Regions from separate parts of the Mus musculus genome. Here regions 2 and 3 are each linked to region 1. Evidence: chromatin contacts called from public HiChIP or PLAC-seq and promoter capture Hi-C data. All regions are on one chromosome and are shown on one strand. Each heading gives the region's core, a stretch centred on a gene start, on an enhancer-like site or on the middle of the called end of the contact. The rest is flanking DNA. Distances are from core to core; before and after follow the strand shown.

The links. HiChIP or PLAC-seq counts read pairs in DNA pulled down with a chosen protein or histone mark. Capture Hi-C pulls out chosen DNA fragments and counts their contacts.
Region 2: a contact with region 1 is called in a promoter capture Hi-C map of adipose tissue. The contact joins two enhancer-like sites. A contact is called at or near these places in 3 of 39 promoter capture datasets (hippocampal neurons and liver), 2 of 484 Hi-C or Micro-C datasets (the N1E-115 cell line and embryonic stem cells), 2 of 115 datasets of contacts at active chromatin or transcription factors (embryonic stem cells and pancreatic cancer cells) and 1 of 9 other capture datasets (adipose tissue).
Region 3: a contact with region 1 is called in an HNF4G HiChIP or PLAC-seq map of pancreatic cancer cells. The contact joins two enhancer-like sites. A contact is called at or near these places in 3 of 39 promoter capture datasets (hippocampal neurons and liver), 5 of 484 Hi-C or Micro-C datasets (the G1E-ER4 cell line, the N1E-115 cell line, brown adipocytes and 2 more), 2 of 115 datasets of contacts at active chromatin or transcription factors (embryonic stem cells and pancreatic cancer cells) and 4 of 9 other capture datasets (adipose tissue, embryonic stem cells, liver and 1 more).

What each region holds. Positions count from the first base shown.
Region 1 is chr17:28,929,605-28,932,304 of GRCm38.p6, reverse strand. The region is part of intron 1 of Gm16191 (a long non-coding RNA gene); the gene reads right to left. Among named protein-coding and RNA genes, the nearest start is that of Gm16191, 5.7 kb to the right of the region's middle. Within about 2 kb of position 1,429, at least 214 of the 459 cell types and tissues checked have an H3K27ac peak or open chromatin away from gene starts, as enhancers often do. A contact at or near this core is called in the G1E-ER4 cell line, adipose tissue, embryonic stem cells and 2 more, where this site is marked.
Region 2 is chr17:29,154,649-29,157,348 of GRCm38.p6, reverse strand. Cpne5 (copine V) reads left to right here. Exons shown (of 21, transcript NM_153166.2): 21 at 1-828. It also overlaps the pseudogene Gm18271. Among named protein-coding and RNA genes, the nearest start is that of Rab44, 42 kb to the right of the region's middle. Within about 2 kb of position 1,253, at least 93 of the 459 cell types and tissues checked have an H3K27ac peak or open chromatin away from gene starts, as enhancers often do. A contact at or near this core is called in adipose tissue, embryonic stem cells and pancreatic cancer cells, where this site is marked.
Region 3 is chr17:29,170,962-29,173,661 of GRCm38.p6, reverse strand. It overlaps Cpne5 (copine V), which reads left to right. Exons shown (of 21, transcript NM_153166.2): 12 at 262-337. Among named protein-coding and RNA genes, the nearest start is that of Rab44, 58 kb to the right of the region's middle. Within about 2 kb of position 1,336, at least 100 of the 459 cell types and tissues checked have an H3K27ac peak or open chromatin away from gene starts, as enhancers often do. A contact at or near this core is called in the G1E-ER4 cell line, embryonic stem cells, liver and 1 more, where this site is marked.

The DNA of each region.
Region 1 (2,700 bases), core at 180-2,679:
AAAAAAGGAAAGAAAGAAAGAAAGAAAGAAAGAAAGAAAGAAAGAAAGAAAGAAAGAAAGCAAGCAAGCAAGCATCTGTGAGGTGCTTTGGAGCCCTCAGAATCAGGAGAGTCGTCTGTAGGCGGAGCTCTCGTCTGTAGGCGGAGCTCTCGTCTGTAGGCGGAGCTCTCGTCTGTAGGCGGAGCTCTGGTAGAAACTGAACCTATGGCCTCTGATTCCATGACTCATGTTTATTGAAACATCTGAGAAGACTCAGACCACAACATTGTGACCCTTCGTAAACATGTAACTGTTTTAGAACTAGGTCACTCACACTGACTGATTCACTGTCCCATCCGCGTCTAAATAAGCGAATGACCAGCACCAGACAGAGGCTAGACTTCCTGTGCACCGCTGGTGTGATACTATCAGCTCCGCACACTTCTGACATTTGTACCTTTCACCCACCTTATCCTCTCCTGCATCTCCAGCTCCCTTTGTGTGCCTTTGTACATGTGTGTGCGGGAGCGTGCAGAGGCCAGAAAAGAGCATCCCCACCCCAGCAGCTGGAGTCACAGCTGCCCAGCATGGGTGCTGGGAAGCAGACTCAGGTCTCCCGCAAAAGCAGTGTGTGTGTGCTCTTAAGCTGAGCCTTCCCTACAGTGCCCAGCTCAAGAATTCTTGTACTTGTGAGTCACCTTTGGATCAGAAATATAAGAGTAAAGCATGGAGCTGAGTCCATCCCTCTAAACTGACAAAGGTTTGAAGTGACTATTGAAAACCAGTGTGTCTGAGCAATCCTAATAATAACTAATATTTATGGAATACGTGCTCTTGGTGTGTGTGGCTGCTCCCAAGCCTCCTTCCCTGGAGCAATGTCCCCAGAGACATCCCAGTTTCCACACAGGGGACATCTTTGTGGAATGTCCGTAAAGTTAAATATGACTGGGCTGGAGAGATGGCTCAGCGGTTAAGGGCACTGACTGCTCTTCCAGAGGTCCTGAGTTCAATTCCCAGCAATCACATGGTGGCTCACAGCCATCTGTAATGAGATCTGATGCCCTCTTCTGGTGTGTCTAAAGACAGCTACAGTGTACTTACATATAATAAATAAGTAAATCTTAAAAAGCAACAACAACAACTATGACTGACCAGAAAAGAATCGTCAGCAAAGCCTGTGGGGACCAAGCCATCAATCAGAGTCTCGGATCAGAGTGACACACGAGAAGCCAAGGACCGTGGTAACTGGTAAACAAGGTTCACCCGAGCAGAGGAGAGAGCAGTAATGGAGGGTCACATAACAGAGAAGAGGGAGGTGACCTCTCATCCAGCCCTGCTCAGGATACCAGGAAGTGGGGCCTCCTTGGGGACACCCCTGACTGAGCTCTCCAGCTGGGCCAAACAGCTTCTGGTTTCCCTAGCTCTGGCCTCTGCCCAGACAACTCCAAGAGCTGGAAGCCAGCCAGCTGGAAAATCATCAGCCAGCAGGCCAGCAGGAATCTCAAACAAAGAGGAGGGGACCTGGGGTTGTAGCTCTGGTGGCAGAGGCCTTACTGAGCACATGGGAAGCCCTGCTTCCTTCCCAGTGCCATTTAAAGTAGGCGCGGAGTAGGGCAGTAGAGGCAGACCGTAAATTCAGGATCATCTCGGGTTACAGATCACGCACAGAGTTTTGCCTTGCTCGGGGTGACTCCATTTCACAAGCAACATTTGACTCCAACTTGGAGTGTAAACACCGAGACGGAGTGACGCTGCACTCTGACAGAAATGAACACAACGCCATCTGTCGGTACCACCCACAAGGAACAAACTGATAACTTAAAAATAGAAAGGGCCCCCGCCCTGTTTATCAAAGCAAATTGGGATATGGGTGTGTCCCAGACGTGTCAGAGGAACAAGGTCCAAAGATGGGGGTACAACAACTCCCTGTCAACCCCATAGAGGAGGGCAACCAACACATACACCAAGGGACCCCAACAGGAAGGACAGACAGAGTTCCCCAGTGCCCTGGCCTGAACTGAGCTTGCTCCCCACTTGTAGACATGGCCTGGCCCAGGTGCCGCCTTAGTTCGTATGAAACTTGTTCTGGGGCTGGAGAGATGGCTCAGTGGTTAAGGGCACTGACTGCTCTTCCAGAGGTCCTGAGTTCAATTCCCAGCAACCACATGGTAGCTCACAACCATCCATAATGAGATCTGTTGCCCTCGTCTAGAGTGTCTGAAGACAGCTACAGTGTACTTACATATAATAAATACATAAATCTTTTAAAAATTATTTAAAAAAAAAGCAGCAGCTTGTTCTAGCCCTTGCCCCCTCACCCTGCTCCACCTCCCCTCTGAAGCTTGACTGTGCTCCCCCCAATCCCTGTGCCACCTTGGCACCTCCAGGGGAGCACTTCAGTATCTCCAGGGGAGCACTTTTCTCATCCTCTCCTGACACTCTTTTATTGTGGGGAGTGGACAGAACTATCTTGGTTTTCTTTTCTTTCTTTCTTTCTTTTTTTTTTTTCCAGACAGGGTTTCTCTGTGTAGCCCTGGCTGTCCTGGAACTCACTCTGTAGACCAGGCTGGCCTCAGAAATCCACCTTGCCTCTGCCTCCCAACTGCTGGGATTAAAGGTGTGTGCCACCACCACCTGGCTTAGTTTTTCTTAAGATGTACTTACTTCCGTGTTTGTGTCTGTGTGAGTGCTTGCCTTGCGTGTGCCGGTGTCAGTAGGGGT
Region 2 (2,700 bases), core at 4-2,503, 230 kb before region 1:
AGGACTCTGGTAGTTTGGGATAAGTTTGTGCCAGGTAGGAGCCTAGTGTGTTTGACGGGAGGCAAGCACGCGGGTGTGATAGGAGCTAACCAAGGAAGAGAATGCAGGCGATGGGGTCAGGGTGGAGGCCAAAATGCACAGGGCCTTGTGGTTCATGGCAAGGCATCTGACGTTTGCTCTAGAGGGTTGTAGCCATTAAGGAAGTAAGAGAGACGAGCACGTGACCCAAACCTCCCCAACACATGGATCGCTATCACCGTGGATCATGGTTTCTTCATCTCTCAACAAACATCTACTGAGAATCCATTCCAGGCCTGTGCAGAGGTCAGAGGCACTTGGCTCAGTCCCCAGTGTCTCCCTCTGGGCTAAATCAGCCACCACAAAGTAGCAATGCCAGCCAGCTTGAAGGGATGGGAGTGGTGGCACTAAGAGACACTCTGGCCCATACCGGATGACCCCCCACCCGGGGTGTGGCCACCATAGTGTCAGGTGGGGTACATGTGTGCACAGATGGTGACATTGGCAGGCTCTGTGGGTGGACCACGCAGGACTTATGTGACTTCAGGGACACGGTAAGCATCTTCCGTGGTCCCTTTCTACAGGTCAGGGCCTTCACCAATGTGGAGCATGGGAGCAAGGACATACGCGCATGCGCACAGCACATACTGCGCACGCTGTCCCATCAGCCCTCTAGGCAGCCATTCTGAGGCTGTACCCAAGAGGAATTCGGTACCAATTACCCTCCAGCTCGGGGCTTGTTTACTTCTGATGACTTCATGGTAAATTAGAGCTGACTCACGATTGTCTCTATAATCAGATGCTCTGCGACTCCCATGACGCCGTGAGTGGGAACGGGGTGGGGTCGTGGCTTGAGAGAAGGGAAGTTCCCATAACCAGCAGCCTATTTTCCATCTCCTTGGGCGCCATGGGAAAGTATAGGGAGGAGATGGGTACCCAGCAGGGGAGTCCAGACAGCGAGCCGCTGCCCCTGAGGTATGTTGGGGAACAGACACACCATCAAAAATATCTTTGTTGTGACACTGGCTTCTCCGCTGGTTTTTTTCCAAAGGTGTGTACTGCAGAACTGTTGCCTGACATGGAGTCTGAAGCAGCTGCTTTTCCCAGAGTCTCTCTGGAATAGCTTTAGTGGCCTCTGGGGCTCCCAAGGCTCTGGCAAGTTCTATAGAGCAGAGAATAGCTTGACTTGATTCAACACAATAGTCCCTGAGGTTTTTGACCACACAGTCAGAGCCTCTCTCTCCTCCCCGCTCTCTGTCCCCACCCCTCTCTGTCTTGCTCTTGCTGTATGTGCGTAACTGGTAATGCTAAGCTAAACAAGCTGTCTAGAGAATGACAGTAGGTACAAGCCTTCCTTGTTCCAGGGCCAAAAATAGAATTTGAGACCACATCCAAAGAGTATAAGGGAAGCCCCCCCACCCCCGAGATGGGTGGGGGAGAGAGAAAGAGGTGGGCCCTTGTGAGAAGGAGCTGGCCTTGAAAGAGGCTCTTCCCACCCACCTTAGAAAAAGAAACCACCCACAGAAGACAGGGCGGGGCTCAGTGATTCACAAGCACAGACTCCTGGCTTTCAGGTGGATTTTATTTTTGTTTCTGTCTGGAACTGAGGGTGTGTGGAACAGAGCTAAAGGAGGTAGACAGGGACGGGCAAGGCAGATGAAGCGTTCTCCAGGACTCTAAGGACCCCAGGGTAGTTTTCTTTCTATTCCCCTCTTTGTCTACTCCTTTCAAATGCCCAAAGTAGTAAACGTAAGATGGCGCCATCGTCATGGTAACACCTGTCACTCCCATGCTCACTGAACCCCTGCATATTCAATGGCGGATCACCCTGTGCAGATGTGGGAGCCTCATCCCATTTTTCAGATGAAGCACGGGGAAGTGAGAGGGTGCCCAAGGTCACAAAACTATAAGGTTGGGAGCCCACAGTTGTCTGAGCTTCACAGTTATTTCATGAATTGTGAGCTGTCACCACCGCCGCTCCACTGACTGCTGTTCTGGGCCTCTGAAAAATGGCCCTGAGTCCCACCTGGTAAGGGCGGCAGAGGCAGAAGCAGAGAACAGGGTTGATAGCACAATTGGAATAGGCCAGCAGGGTGCACAGGCAGAAGGCCACAAAAGCCAGTGGCGTGGCTGGTAGGCGGCCCATGGCAGACACATAGCCCAGTGCTGAGCAGGGTCCCCACATCAGCATGAAGACCCCCAGCATGACAAGACTGAGCTGTGTGTTTGCCCTGTGCTCCTGCACACTCTCACCTGGGGGACCCAAGGGCCATGTGCCCAAGTGTCAGACCACATGGCCAAAAGAGCAGGCTAGGCCCAACAGGCAGGGCAGAAAAGCCAGGGCTCCCAGCAGGATGAAATAGCAGGTTGTTTGAGGTAGGCTGAGAAACAAGAGGCAGGCCAGGGCCTTGGGGACACCCACTGCCTGCTCTAATACTGTCACCTGCTGGAACAGCCAGTTGGGCATCGAGGTGACCAGACCCAGTACCCACATAGCCCCACAGAGCAGCAGGCAGGCACGTGGGCTGGCTGGGAGGGCCACACGGGGCCAGACCATGGCCATGTGACGCACGAGTGCAGAGGCTACCATGCTGTAGAAAGTACAGAATATGGTGGTCATGTTGGTGGCCTGGCTGGCGGTACAGATGGCAGGGCCTAGCCACCAGCCCCGATGCAAGAAGC
Region 3 (2,700 bases), core at 87-2,586, 240 kb before region 1:
CTGCAGAGATTGTCCCCAGATGCCTTCTCTTGCTCATTTAAATGAGAATCCAAGCAGACCTGTGGCTCCTTCCTCTGGGACTCCGAATTCTGTCAAGTAGCCTGGCTTTCTTGGTCCACGGCTCCCTTCCCATACTCTGTGACTTGGGGTGGAGGCCCTGGCAGAATGGGGGCGGGGCAGGTCTGGGAGAGGCTGTAGTGGGCGACATCGACATCCATCGGTACCCTGGGCCTCCAGCCTCAGCAGCATCTTCTCTTGCAGCCATGACTTCATTGGGGAGTTCACCACCAGCTACCGGGAGCTGGCACGTGGCCAGAGTCAGTTCAACATCTATGAGGTAAGATGCTCCAGGGGTGGGGTCTCTCCTCATGGGGGTGCTGGGTCAGCAAGGACCCAGGAGCTCTGAGAGGGGTTGGGGCCAGGGATTTCCGGATTGTCTCACAAGGTGGGTTTCATGTTTCCATTTCACAGATCTCCCCACACACCTCATACACCACACACCCAACCATACACCATACCCCCACACAAACACACAGCGCTAAGTCATCTGACTTCCAAGTTCTTGAGTTCCACCCCTTGCAGAACACTTCTGATAGGTCCTTAAGAAAGTCCTGGGTGCGGGCTGGCGAGATGGCTCAGCGGGTAAGAGCACTGACTGCTCTTCTGAAGGTCCTGAGTTCAAATCCCAGCCCCCACAGGGTGGCTCACAACCATCCGTAATGAGATCTGACGCCCACTTCTGGTGTATAATAATGTATAATAATAAATAAATCTTTGGGCCAGAGAAAGCAGGAACTGAACCAGCAGGCCTGACTGGAGCAAGAGGGGTTGACTTGGAGCGAGCAGAGGTCCTAAAATTCAATTCCCAACAACCACATGAAGGCTCACAACCATCTGTACAGCTCTGTATAGCTACAGTGTACTCACATACATAAAAATAAATAAATAAATTTTTATAAAAGTAATTTAATAGCCACTCCCCTCCCCCACACACACACCACCATTCCCCGGCCCTACACACACACCTCCAACACACACCACAGGAAGAGCACCAGGAAGGAAGGGAAAGATGTCTAACAAGCCAAGACCTGAGGTCCCAACTCCAGAGTGGCCCCACGTCTTCAGACAAAGCTTGTGGTCCTCTGGAGGAGTAGCCAGTGCTCTTAACCACTGAACTATCTTTCCGACCTTCATAGTGGTTTTGGGGAAGGAGTCCCCTAGCCCAGGCAAGGCAGACTGTACCTTTCTTTGGGAAGTGGGTGGAGCAGTTATCTCTCTTGGGGTTTGGCTTCCAGTGGCTGTGAAGTCTTGGGTGAAATGGAAATCGGAAGCTGCACAGATGGGGCGGCCGGTTTCCTTCCGTTTCCTCAGACAGCCTCTTTGCAATCAACAAGATACGAGCTGCCTGAGCCAGGGGAAAACCACCTCCGTTTCTGGCGCCCCGCCCCCACCCCCGGGGGGGCAGCTTTGGACCCAAGGGGTGTCACCAGGAGGCCAAGTGGGCCCAGGAAGCCCTTGCTAGAGTCAGGAGTGTGAAAAAGGTCCTCACCAGTCAACACCCCACCTCCAACCCTGAAGCCACCCTGGCGGGACACACTTTTAAAGCAGCTGTTCCTGGGACCCAGCCTCTGCTAAAGAATCACTCAGACGCTGAGCCTCTTCAAGTCCTACTGTCCTTCTGACAGCCCCAGACAAGCCTCCAGTCTCCAACCCCTCCAGTGATCCCCAACAGCACACCCCCCCCCCACCTCCTGAGCTCCCACCATCCTCTGCAGGGTGTGGGGCTTTGCAATAGGATTCTAGTCTCTTCTAACCTCCACAGTGACCAGAATGCTCTGGGTGTGGCTCCGTGTTGCCTTGAAATGAACTTCACCCCACACCCCCACTCTCTAATGTTAAGGCAGATCTCCACTTAAGCTGGCACTGAGTATTAACCTGACCCCATTGTCACCACACCTGAGCCCCACGGGCCTACAGAGGGGAGTGTGCTCCTTCTGTGAAGAGAGGCACGGCTCATGTCTGTCTGGGCCCCGAGCACTGAAGCTGCTGCCTCCCCAAGGACTCTACTGAGTCAATATGGTCCCACTTCTGATCAATATGGTCCCCAGAGGCTTTCTCAAATGTCCCCTCAAGGAAGTCATCACCTTTGCAAGTCTCTACAGGCACACTCTTCTTCCCGAGGTTGTGCCTGGGGCCTTTCCATGACCATGAGACCCTCAGAGGTGGGCCGGTTCATTCTGCATTCCCAGCAGCCTGGTGCACAGGAAACCAGATTTCAGACATGGGGAAAGGTAGCCGCCTAGTGGAGCGGGCCAGTTCCTTGTAGCGTCCCTAGGGGGTGCTGTGGCCCTGTGTGAAGCCTGACAGTCACTTGTAGCTAGAGAGGCTAGGATGAGGGAGGTTCTAGGAAATCCCAGGAGAGCTCAGAGCAGACAGGGTGCTAACTCACTGTCCACTTCGCTCAGATCTGACGCCAACGGTTGCTTTAACATAAAAAAAAAAAAAAAAGAGTAGGTTCAGAGAGCGGAAGTGTGACTGACTACACGTTAATTTAAAGATAATGCCAAAGGCTTCAAAGAAATGTGTCAGGCACGGTTGTGTGTATCTGTGGTCCCCACCACTCAGAAAGCAGAAGCAGGGGAATGTGACCTCAAGGCCAGCCTAGACTACACGGTGAGACCCCTGTCTCAACAATAGAAA